Regions from separate parts of the Zea mays genome. Here region 1 is linked to region 2. A link is a contact called in public Hi-C data. All regions are on one chromosome and are shown on one strand. The core of a region is the stretch at or near the end of the contact, and the rest is flanking DNA. Distances in the headings are between cores, read along the strand shown.

Region 1 (6,326 bases), core at 226-2,725, 190 kb before region 2:
AACTAATTTTAGCCTAAAATTTGTTACATGAAGTTTATTTCAATTAGAACATATTCAATTAATAATATTATGAGACATATTTATAAGGAATGTTAATTTTAAGGCGGGTTTTAAAAACCCATGGGTTTGCGGGTATGGGTAGTGGAAGAACAAACCCATGCCCACGTACCCATTGGGTTTCCATTTGAACCCATTAACAAACTCATGGATAGAGAAATTGACCCAAACCCATACCCTAATAGAGCAAAAACCCACCGGGTTTCGGGTAGCGGGTACCCATTGCCATCTCTACTCGCGCGGCAGCACGGAAAGTGGCCGGTCGTCGTCGGCCGGCCCGCGCGCGCGGCGCGGCGCATTGAGGTCGGTGCGGCTTGTGACGGCCCGCGGCTCCTGCCCCATGCCTGGAGTCCGATTGGCTAGAGAGGATCGGTGCGGCAGGTGTCACACGACCGGCCCTTCCTTCGCGCGGATAAAATCTGCTGTCCACCGCGGAATCCACGCTAGCGTGCGCATTGCACTCGCGGATAATGTGCGGATGCTCTCGCTTTGAGCATACGGTGAGCAAACCGATTATGCCCTTAATTATTACTCCCTCTGTTTCTTTTTATTTATCGCTGGATAGTGTAATTTTGCACTATCCAACGATAAATAAAAAAAACGGAGGGAGTATCATATATACGGAGAGGCATCTACTTTACATGTGTGATCAGATCAAGTAGGACGGCTACTTACCCGACGACAAATATATCCGGTTTTTTATGGTGCATGCAAACGGCCAGCCTGTTAGTTTAGCTTTAATCCATAGCGGCTTCTAGAGTCGTACTATTTTTACAGTGTTTTCGTCTCTATAAATTACAGCTGCAACAATCTAGACAACCGGTTTTAATCAGGGCCGTTCATGAGGTTTGAGGGGTTCGGGACGACATTATAAATAGGAGCTCGGTACCATAACAACTATTTTTCACTATTATTATATAACCTAATTAAAATGATTTAATGTATCTCAGAAAAAAATTATACATTAAAAAAAGTAAGATCATCAAATTATTTTCCTCAAAACAAATAAATACAATGCATATTATAAACAAATAATTGTCTTGCCTCACAGCTTGATCCCTTGACGGCTTGACCCCTGCCGACTGCCGTGCGTAGTGGGCAGTGTGTTGCGTGATCCCCTGCTCCCTGCGTCTGCCGATCTGCGTGCACAATGCACTCTGCCAATCATGTACTCCGGTGGGTGAGTGGGTCACGCCGACGATGTTGTGGTAGAGCGTAGAGGAGAGAGGAACAACTCTCGCTGGCCGTTGTGCCTGCACGCGAGGAGGAGGAGCTCGATCGTGTGACACGTCGTGCGTGCGTCATGTGAGGATGCATGAAACAGGGTGCGACGGCGGCTACTGGGTATAGGCCCTAGCTATATTACCTGCATATTTGAGGGTGCCGATGACGCGTGTGAGTGAGACGGTCATGGACTGTGCTCTTGAGTCCAGCCTCTTGACTCCCATGTGGTGTATGGGGTGGGGCCCCTGGGAATTGGGTCCAGATCGAACGTCCCGCTCGCCCCTTAGGGCTTGTTCGGTTTGAAGGGGTTTAAGGCTATGTTCGTTTGATCCCAAAACCAGAGGGATTGAGGGGGATTGGAAGAGATTGGAGAGGATTTTGACTTGTAGGGGATTTAATCCCCTCAATCCCTATGGATTGGCACAAAACGAACAGGGCCTAAGGGGGATTGGAGGGGATTCAATCCCCTTCTATATAAATTTGTATAGAAGGGGATTGAATCCCCTCCAATCCCCCTCAATCCACTCCTAACCGAACAGGGCCTTATAGGGCATGAGTCTGATTTTAATACGAAGCCAACAATCCAAGTGATGACATACAACACAAAAGCGTAAAACACCTTTTTATTATCCGTTCAATCATCCATACACACATTTTTTTTAAAAAAAATACTATAGGCCGACATAATGCTCCTGCGGGACCCCGGGCCAGCCTGCTGCCTGGACGAGAGCAGCGCGTTGTGGTCGTCGATCGCCTGTCCAATCTGACAACCAGGTCGCCGTCGTCGAGCCAGAGCGCGCGAGAGAGGAAAGAGCCGCCGTCATCACAGTCCGCTGCTGCTGACAAAACCGACTGCCGTGGCAGCATGTTTCGTGCAGATGGTTCCGGTCGAGGTTTTTTTGATAGGTGTATTGACCTTGAATCTAAGCTCGAGTCGTGCGACCAGCAAAGCGCCTGTGCTGTGCGCCCATGCATACAGCACTAATCATATCCTAAACTAAACATATCCTTTTACGCTAAAAAGATTTAAAATCAGATTTAATCGGGATCTATTTCTATTATTTTTAAAATAATATTAATTAGGAAGGAACATTTGGATCAGTCACTCCTAGGAACGGCAGAACAACGCACAACCGTCAAGAAAACCGGCGGCGGAGTGCATGCCCTATGCCGGCGCGACGTCATGGCATCCAGCCGGCGCCCCGGAGGTACAAGTCGGTCGGGACCCGATCCCCTTTCCCCTTTTCGGGTGACGTCAAATCGTATTCGTTGCACGCAGTAAAAAGCCGCGTGGAAGGCTGGAGAGCGCGCACGCCTCAACGGGACGGATGCGCTGCACCCCGATTGTTCCAACTTCCAAGCCGCGCCCTCCACTTGCTGTTTTCTGCTTGCTCCGCGGAGGCGCCAGGCCGTGGCCGCTGGACTGATCTGACGCGCGCGCGCGTGCATCCAATCCACCGCGCAGCGCCGCCACAGTCTCTGCTCCTGCTCTGCTCGCGACTCGTGTAGCCACGCGCCCACGCGGTCACACAGACAGACGCCGGTTTACACCTTTTTACAGTGGCTGGTCGGCCAGGCCCAGGCGCCACCCCCGGTGTCTTCCGGCCAGGCTCCATGACACGGTTTGGACTTTGGAACCACTGCCAGGCTGATCTGGGACTGTATCCAGTGGCGCACGCAACAATTGTTCGTGGGAAATGATGTGTCGTCACAGCCCCGCTCACGGTAGGAAAACAGGGTAAAGAGAGCGCGAGCAGCGCAAACTGTCCAAGTCCAGGTCGCTGATGGAACGTCACGGCTGTTGGCACAGGAACTACAGGAGTAAAGAGCCGCGTTCGTTCACAGTCTGGAAAGTGAGCAATGGCAAGGTCGCTGATGGAACGTCACGGCTGTTTTGCTGGGATGAACACACGCCATATTTACCCGTTCCTTTCCCAAAACCCAGAACAAATATGTGGAGTGCACTGACAGTGACAAGGCGATGCCCCCTCACAGAACATATTTACCCGTTCATGAGCCGAAATGCTCCCTTGAGCACCGGCAATTAATTGGCGGGCGGAGCCGCTGCAAATATCTCCGCAGCTCCAAATCTGAACAGTTTACCATTTCTTTACAGAATACAATGACAATACATCAAAAAAAGAAAGAAAAGCCCAAAGGCAGGTACCGAGACTGCGAAAGGGAACCGCTATGCTACAGCTCGAAATGTACAAAGAATGCTGCTACACACCAGGCCCGTCCTGTTCCTGTACCCCCAACCAACTACCGTGCTGCAGGACGAACAGCCCAGCCAGCTAGCATGGTTTCTGCAACGCCGGATTCCTTCTGACGCCTGACAGGAGTATAGTAGCTTCACCACAGTCTCAACCTTGTACCCTCCTCATTGTCTCTGTGGCTGGATCTCGATGATCACCTCCAACGATTCCTGCGAGGCTGGGCTGTTCTGTCTGCCTCCAGCACGATCGCGATGGATCGGGAGTATCCAATGGGGCGATCTATTGACTGGGCTGCCGGCATGTCCCAGTATCTGAGGGAGTGGGGTACGGAGAGGGGATGCTGTAGGTTTCGCGCCAGGCTGGTCCTTCAATGAGACGCGGCATATTGGGCAGGTAGTCTGTTTCTGCAACCATACATCTATGCATTCGAGATGGAAGTTGTGTTGGCATGTAGGCATTATACGCAGTATCTCTTTATCGCTGTATTCACCTAAACATATGGAGCACCTGCCAAATGAAAATGAGGGACACATTATTTTCTTTTCGAGTTACAAGTAAACATACCACATAAAGGTAACCTATGCAATTCCTTTGGTTTCCATGATGCTCATCAACAATCATCAGGTGGTGATATAGTTCTATCAGAAATATTTCTCTCTTAACTTGCTAAATTATCATATAGGATATATATATATATATAATCTAATAATCCATATCTCATTTCAGATATTTTCATTTTTTTTCAATAACAGATAAAACTACAACGCAAGCAATATCTGCTGGGCAATTAATTAGGTGCCCGCCATGAAACTGCTAATATCAGGCAAGAGCTGTGTATACTAGTTGTGGCTGTTCAACAAAAGATGCTAGTCAACTATTTGATCAAAGATTAATATAGTCATGAATAAATATCTTCCTCAGCATGTACATAAATTTCTGCCCACCTTCCCATACTTACAAGAGACAAAATACAGACAAGAGGTAGCTGTACATCTTGTTCAAGAAAAATATGGTTCTAGATCAGATAATTTATAAATACAACTAAAAATCTGTCCATTAAAGTGCTTCACTCAGTTATAGAATCTTTACTGATATAACCCATGTAGCAGCTATATAGTATATACACACAGTTTTTAGAACTTATAAGTTACCCAATAACAAAAAACTGGAAATTGTGGAGGCTTGATGATCAAGCAACCATTTTAACTCAGTGGTACACACACTGATATATATATATATATATATATATATATATATATATATATATATATATATATATATATATATATATATATATATATATATATATAATAGGGAGGGGCTTCCCCCTACTTGTTAAATATTAAAATGAATAGAAAAAGGCTGTGTGCGGAAAAGAGAAAAAAAAAGACTGATATCGTGTGGACACTAAATGATATGCCACATATTCTTTGCATCAAATTTCATTGACAATCGTACAAATGGGTTATCATATAAGTAATCCCCTCTGCCTCTGAGAATAGGCAATTTGGTTGAAGGAGCAATGGTACGTTCACAAACATGGAGGTAAACTAACTATAGATCATGCATTATGTACTTACTGGGCATCATCTTTTGAATGGAAGGCCTCAGAACTATAATCCATTGTAGGAATTGCAGCAACGGCAAAAGGATCCAACCCACAGCGGGAGCGTTCAATCTATTGAACAGAGCAAAAGGAACCATGTCATTTTTTAATAGTCTTGTCTGGATTGCTATAAGTAAACTGACTCCAAGGATCACCTAGCAGAAACATAATGTTTGCGACACATACCATTTAGTAACAAACGATCATATAGCACAAACATAATGCTTGCAAGTCATGACACATACCATTTAGTAACTTAAACCCCTCAATAGTTTAGTCATCTCATGCATCACTTTGAAAACAATGAAAGAAGCTAAGTAAAAATCTCTTAATCTGAGTGTGCATATTAGAGTGACTTTTAGAGGAAAGTTGGAAGAGTTATCTTCAAACTTTCAGATACAAAAGTTAAGCATCGATTGAAGTACATTCCTTGGTCATAAATATATTTGCATAAAGATTTTGTTTATCAGTATTCTGACCTCAGATAAAGAAAGGAGCATACATAGTGTGCATATAATGCCTTTAGCTATGCAAAACCACATCCACACTAATGCATGGGATCTTTCTTAGAAAAGGGGACTTTTATTCAGGTTTCTGCACGAGTTATTCACTCAACCACTATTGCATGGGATATGAAAGAAAGCATAAAACATTGATAAATATTTTTTTAGTCATATGGAAAACCTAATGTGCAGGCTTAGTTAGTTAAATTTTCAAAAGAAAAAGATCCTTTTACAACTAGAAACTAGCACCATCGTAAAGGACTAATAGGACAAAACACTGGCAGAATATGGACCTAGGTCCTAACTTATCACTAAACATCATATTCACAGTTGAGAGATATGATGCACATACATACCAGCCTATCATTTGAAATGACAAAATAATAATAGGCTTAATAGTATTGTTCATGGATCAGAAGATAGGATAGAACCACATATGATGCATAATTTTGAGGGTGAAAATACTGCCAGATATTCAAATATACAGTGTACCTAATCAAATCATCTTTGGTAACCATACTGCCAATCCAAAGGCCATATCTCACAGGGCTACAAATCCCATTTTTTCAATCTGATAATCAAGAATATAATAGTAAATAACATGGTATTACCATGACTATTCAAATTGACTTGGCCCATCTCAGGCTGAATTGTTTGGTCAAGATGGACAGTTTTCATATTCTTGAAACAGAGATGAACTGGACACCTGTGGTTTATGTT
Region 2 (6,523 bases), core at 2,379-4,878:
TTTCACGCAAATGCCACTATCAAGCACCGCTACAACCATATTTTGTCTCTCGTTGGCGTTAATGGCACTGTTGTTACCTCTCATGTGGACAAAGAAGAAATGCTTTTCCAATCCTTCAAAGATAGATTGGGGACTTCTCAACCAACATCTATGGTTTTCAACTTGTCTTCGCTGATTCAGCCTGTTAGCAACCTGTCAACACTGGAAATGCCCTTCTCCCGCAGTGAGATTGATCAGATCATAAAGAATTTACCTTCAAATAAGTCGCCAGGTCCAGATGGTTTCAACACGGATTTTGTGCGCAAATGCTGGCCGGTGATTGCTACAAATTTTTATGAGCTTTGTGATAAATTTTATGATGGATCAATCTGCATGGATAGCATTAATGGTTCTTATGTGACTCTCATCCCTAAACACAGCTCTCCGGCCTCGGTGGGAGATTACAGACCGATATCCCTTCTCAACACAAGTATGAAAGTGCTGACTAAACTTCTTGCTAATCGTTTGCAGTTGGTGATGACCAAACTAGTTCACCAGAATCAATACGGCTTCCTGAAGGCAAGGACAATTCATGACTATTTAGCTTGGGCCTTTGAGTATATATCTATCTGTCACAAGTCGGGTAAAGAAATGGTCATTTTAAAACTGGATTTTGAAAAAACTTTTGACAAATTAGAGCATGCGGCTATCATTGATATTCTGAGGCATAAGGGCTTTGGGGACAAATGGATCCACTGGATTTGATTGATTCTAGGTTCTGGCACATCGCAAGTTCTTTTAAATGGTGTTCAGGGAAGACGTTTTCATTGCAGGCGCGGGGTCAGACAGGGGGACCCCCTGTCCCCCTTCTCTTTGTCCTAGCAGCAGATCTCCTTCAGTCAATTATTAACAAGGCCAAAGATTGTGGCATCCTCAAGCTCCCGATCCGGCACTCTTGTGGGACTGATTTCCCGGTTATCCAATATGCAGATGACACTATTCTGATCTTGGAAGCGTGCCCTAGACAACTTTTCTTCCTCAAAGCGATGCTTAACTCATTTGCAGACTCCACAGGCCTCCATGTGAACTATCACAAATCTAATATTTATCCCATCAATGTTTCAGATCAGAAAATGGCAATTTTAGCAAATACGTTTCACTGCAAAGTCGGATCTATGCCTTTCACATATCTCGGGCTTCCGTTGGGGCTTAAAAACCCAACTTGGGAGCATTCCTCCCCCTCATTCAGAAGATTGAAAGAAGGCTTGCATCAACATCTATTTTTTATCTCAGGCTGGCAGATTACAAATGATCAACGCGGTATTCTCCTCTCTTCCAACATATTTCATGTGCACCCTAAAGCTCCCAAAAACAGTGATCAATCAGATTGACAAACTCAGACGACTCTGTCTTTGGAGAGGAGCAGACATAAATGCAAAAAAAAACCTTCTCAAGTAGCTCGGAAAACAGTCTACAAACCAAAAGCCCAGGGGGGCTTGGCGTCATTAATCTTGAGTTGCAAAATAAAGCGCTCCTTATGAAATGTCTCCATAAATTCTATAATAGAGACACCATTCCATGGGTAAACATTATCTGGGCTACTCATTACAGCCATTCTCTACCTTCAGCTAAACCTGTTGGTTCGTTCTGGTGGAAAGATATTCTCAAAATCCAAGACGTATTTAAGGAAATTGCCCAGGTGGAGATTGGAAATGGAAAATCCACTCTCTTGTGGCGTGATCGTTGGGATGGTCTGCGCAAATCTATAAAATTCCCAGAGCTTTGGTCTTTTGCCTCCATCAAAGACATCAACATTAATCAAGCAAGGCTAGCTTCACCGAATGAAATGTTCCACACTCCCCTCTCTGTCGAAGCGTTTGAACAACTGCTTTCACTTCAGGACATTTTGGCAAATCTTCAGTTGCATGACCACAATGATAAATGGTGCTGTAATGCCTCTTCCAATTTGTTTTCCTCCCAGAAGGTCTATTCTCACTTGATCGGCAACCATCAGTCTCACCCTCTCTTCTCCTGGTTATGGAGATCTAAATGCCAACCTAAACACAAGGTATTCTTCTGGTTGCTGCTTAAAAACAGAATGAACACCCGCCCCTTCCTCAGGCGGCGATCAATGCCTTTGGACTCCTTCACCTGCGATAACTGTATATTTTAGATAGAAGAGATGGTTATTCACTTATTTTTCAGATGTAATTTTGCTCGGAGATGTTGGTTACTTCTGGACATCCACCCGCCGAGAACAACAGATCTTCTACATACCTTAATGAGGATTCAAAGGAGATTGCACGTCTCATGGAGGTTGGAAAGTATCATCATTATGACGTGGTGCATTTGGAGGAGCAGAAACAACTGGATTTTTAATGAGACCCCTCCCACAGTTATTGAATGCAAGGCAATGTTTAGGAAAGAATTTCTCCTGATGTGTCATCGAGTCAAGCCTTCTCTCAAAGAGGAAATTATGGTGTGTTTGGTTTGAGGAATGAAGTGATTCATCTTCTTCTCACTCCTCACATTTTTATTTGGTTTGTTGAATAGAATGAGTTGATCCATCACCACCCCATTCCTCGTAAGCTAATAATTAGTATATACATGAGGAGTGGGTTGATTCCACCAAAATTGATGGAATGAACTTATGATGGATCACCTCATAAAGTATTGGGTGACTCCACAAACCAAACACACCATAAGTAATTGGCTGCATAATTTAGATCTGTAACCCGCCACCTCTCACCGTCCTCCTCCAGCAGCGCGCAGAAGACGGTGAAGTAGCCGCCGTACTTCTGGCGCCCGTACTCCGAGTCCTCGCCGCACTGCAGCACCGCGTACGAGCCCGCCCACGAGGGGGCGGCGGCGACGGCCTCCAGCGCGGCCGACGCGACGTTGTCGAGCGGCTACCTGCACGACGAGCAGCGCGGCGGCGAGGGTCGTCCGCCCTTCTTCCCCGCGCAGCCTCCTCGTCGTCGGTGTTGACCGCCTCCGAGGAAGTCCGTCGGGAACTAGCTGTCGGTATGGTCGCGATGGGAAGACGCAAGGGAGAAGGTTCCGCCCTAGCGCGGGAGAGAGTAAATCGGCGTGTCGCGGACGTCCGAAGATCCGCCACAATTAGCGGCTCTGGCGACGTCTGTAAATTTTAGCAGACGGTTTGGAGAACCTTGCTGGAGGCGAAAAGGAGCTCCACGTCTTCCAAATTTAGCGGACAGGACGGTTTACATACCGTTGTTGGAGACAGTCTTAACGGCCGCTGCATGTGTGTTTCTAGCAGAGCTATATGGGTGCTGCTCGTACACATAAGTGAAGCGACGAGAGGTGCTGCCGCTGTCGATGGCCACCCGGCTCGATCTAGCTAGGTTGGGGCCGGGGGTGTTGTACTTGTGGCTCACACACACTGGGATAGCTAGCTAGCTTCTCCTTTACAATAGCCACGACTAGCTAGCCAGATCATCAAAACAAGAAGGTACGGTGCCGGCATATGATGTCCATCGATCTCCATCACCTGCAAATCTGTCAATCAGTCACTAGCTTGTCGCCACTCGTGATTGTTGACATCCGCGACCACTACTCCTCCTACCACCTTCCATCCACGTCGAACTCGTGTGCCACAGGTGTCCCTTCCCATGCACTCCACTCCACCACAGACCACCGCTCTCCTCGTCGTCGTCTGTGGTCGCCCACAGTGTGTCCACTGTAGTTTGTACATCTGTAGCCGATCGATGCTTCCGGCTTCGTCCTGTGTGCCTGTGCCTGTTCCTGTTCGAGATCTTTTGTATTCCGTCCAATCCGGCGCCTAGCTTCTGATACTGGGACGTCGTCGCGTCTGGTGTTTTCCTGTGCCGGCCGGTAGGTAGGTGCCCAAGGACCAAAAGTTTGCGAAAGCTTGTTGGCCAATGATCTTGAGTCGTAGATCACGTGTGTAGCAGGGGGAGCGTGTAGGACCCTGCAACGAGCGGAAGGAGAGCCTGCAGCGTGGCCTGCCCTCTGCCGCTGGACTCGCATTTTAATTAGTTCTGTATACCCACTGTATATACATAGCTAGTTATATATAAGCACTCAACCAGCTTAATAAAAGGCTGGATACGTTGTCTTCTTAAGTAAGGTTATCAAAATAACGAAAGATGGTTCGACGGCTACGTACTCCTCTAATCATAAAGATTTGATTCTCTGTAAAATTAAATAGGACGGCTCAATCTACGTATCTAATTAACTATATATATATATATATATATATATATATATATATATATATATATATATATATATATATATATATATATATATATATATATATATATATATACTAGGTGAGTGTCCGTGCGTTGCGACGAAAGTAAAAAATTTGTATGAAACATATAAACGGAACGACAAATATCACTATGATATGTAAAATTCCGTGTGGTAAACATTATCAATATCACACATTATTTCTAAGAAGTTAATTTAGATTTTTGTAATGACGGACAAATATGTCGACAACCATACACTAATCTAATCTTTTTTAGCGATATCGATAAGTCGCTGTTGTATGTTTGCAGGGATGATATATCGACACGAATTGTCCTCATAACTTAACAGATCAATTACAAAGTTCCTTCGAATAATCTTTGCATCCTACACACAAAGACAGCAGAGAACAAAACATCAAATTTGTATTATGTAACCGGAATGTATGTTTGAACATGAAACGAGCGTACTACACTCACCCTAATAAATTCCATTCGTCTGTCATTCCCTCACATGGTCATAACTTGGAGAACGAGGTAGCTGGTATTAAGCCTATAAATGAATGTTTGGCCAACTATGTTATATACAATGATTATCATAGAAAAATTTAAATTGCTGAGAAGGTGGTACGAAGAAAATACCCTCTGAAGTCAATTGGAACACCATTCCGAATTGTATGTTCCCACTTAAAATATCCTTCGCCCATACATAATGTTTCTTGTTGTAGGCAATCTTATATTTCTTTGAGGCCATGATAATCGCTTCTGTGAATCTCTTGTATGACATGTGCTTATACCTATCTGTCTGCTTTGCATATGTCATTTCTATTTCTTTAAGCGGCCGAGAAGCAACTTGGAGGTCTGGCCACCTGTGGTCTTTTAACTCCTTACGTTGAGATATCATATCAATTTATCTTTGAAGTCCTTTAATCTTTATATATTGTAAAACAAAATCAGAGATTGGGATAAGTTAATAGTGAATTAGTAATTAGCTTGTGCATACTCACAGAGTCAGTGAGGTCTTTGCGGTCTTGTGAAGTACCAAGTGAATCGAGCACTTGTATCTCCATATTTCTTGCATTGATCACGACAAGATACCAATGCGTCTCTCGGATGTTTATCAGAATAAACACCTACAAAATAATTATAAATACTACATAACAATAAAATACATGTAAACACTAACTATTTTGTTTAGATTGCAAACTCAAATGTAACATGTCATTGTCTAGGTAAAGTAAAACCCTTCGTTCAGCGCTACATATTTATGTCATGTCTTTAATTGGATATAGCTCCTCTGTTTTAATTTCAACATCACCATCTCGCTTCAAGAAATTGAACTGGAAATCATTTTCTATGTGGACACGACCTCCAGATCGACACTTTAGATGCTTTTGAGCTTTTATTAAATTTATGTAATAGTCTATAACCTGCAAGTGTGTAAGTTGTGGTTAAAAGTACCAGGGTGAGTAAAAAAACTTATACATAACAAGGTCGCTAAAATTAAAAACTAAGCATGAATTACCTCGTCACCTAGATATGCATTCGGCTGAAATAAACATTCCATCGACTTTCTTTCAACAAAGGCATCATCAATAAGCACGACTTCTACCCTTGGTTCACAAGGAATTTCCTTAATAAAATCGATGAGGGCAAGATCACCATGCGTGCAAATATAGTCTAGAGCAAACAATCGTGAGATAAAACTAAAATTAGTTATCATAAAAAATACAAATTGATCCATACAGAACTACGAAAATTATAATACCTTCCGGAACTATTGCGGTTGCCACCGATTTTTTTGGCTTGGTATGACACAAGCCTACAAATAGAGATTTCATTCTCGCGGGACAAAAGTCTACATTCATAAGGTAAGATAGGTTAGTGTCCATGCTGTGCCGTGTTAGTGAAAAAAATAAATGACGATTTAAAAGAGTAAGCCAACATGCATAAAAAATTGTTAGATGCATAATAAATTAATAAAATAAATCATGGAGCCATCTCTGAACTAATAGTGGACAAATAAAAAAATGACACATGATTGCTTCAATCTTTACGAGAATAAATAGGTACGGACGGACAAGAGTAGAGTAGGTAAGCGGTGTGTGATCCAAAAAATATTCGGGGAGAATGTACCATTAGCTCAAAAATGGTGTGGTTAGCTCAAGAATGTACCAGCACGACGACGATGGAATAGCACCGACACATCCACGACCACGCGACCACAGCGTGGTGGGCGGGCGGAACGGAAGGCACACATCGCCTATCATCCAGCGAATAGTCAAGGGAATATAAATGGTGCCTCGCAT

The links. Hi-C and Micro-C count contacts between places; a contact is called where the count stands out from the background.
Region 1: a contact with region 2 is called in a Hi-C map of bundle sheath, with 3 times the contacts expected there. The contact joins two enhancer-like sites. A contact is called at or near these places in 3 of 25 Hi-C or Micro-C datasets (bundle sheath, leaf and leaf mesophyll).

The regions. Positions count from the first base shown.
Region 1 is chr4:160,837,175-160,843,500 of Zm-B73-REFERENCE-NAM-5.0, reverse strand. It overlaps LOC103653907 (RING-H2 finger protein ATL72), which reads right to left. Exons shown (of 3, transcript XM_008680715.4): 2 at 5,078-5,175; 3 at 3,247-4,004. The coding sequence ends at 3,662. Among protein-coding and RNA genes, the nearest start is that of LOC103653907, 4.8 kb to the right of the region's middle. Within about 2 kb of position 1,475, at least 18 of the 20 cell types and tissues checked have an H3K27ac peak or open chromatin away from gene starts, as enhancers often do. A contact at or near this core is called in bundle sheath, leaf and leaf mesophyll, where this site is marked.
Region 2 is chr4:160,653,081-160,659,603 of Zm-B73-REFERENCE-NAM-5.0, reverse strand. No RefSeq gene overlaps it. Among protein-coding and RNA genes, the nearest start is that of LOC109945571, 7.8 kb to the right of the region's middle. Within about 2 kb of position 3,628, at least 17 of the 20 cell types and tissues checked have an H3K27ac peak or open chromatin away from gene starts, as enhancers often do. A contact at or near this core is called in bundle sheath, leaf and leaf mesophyll, where this site is marked.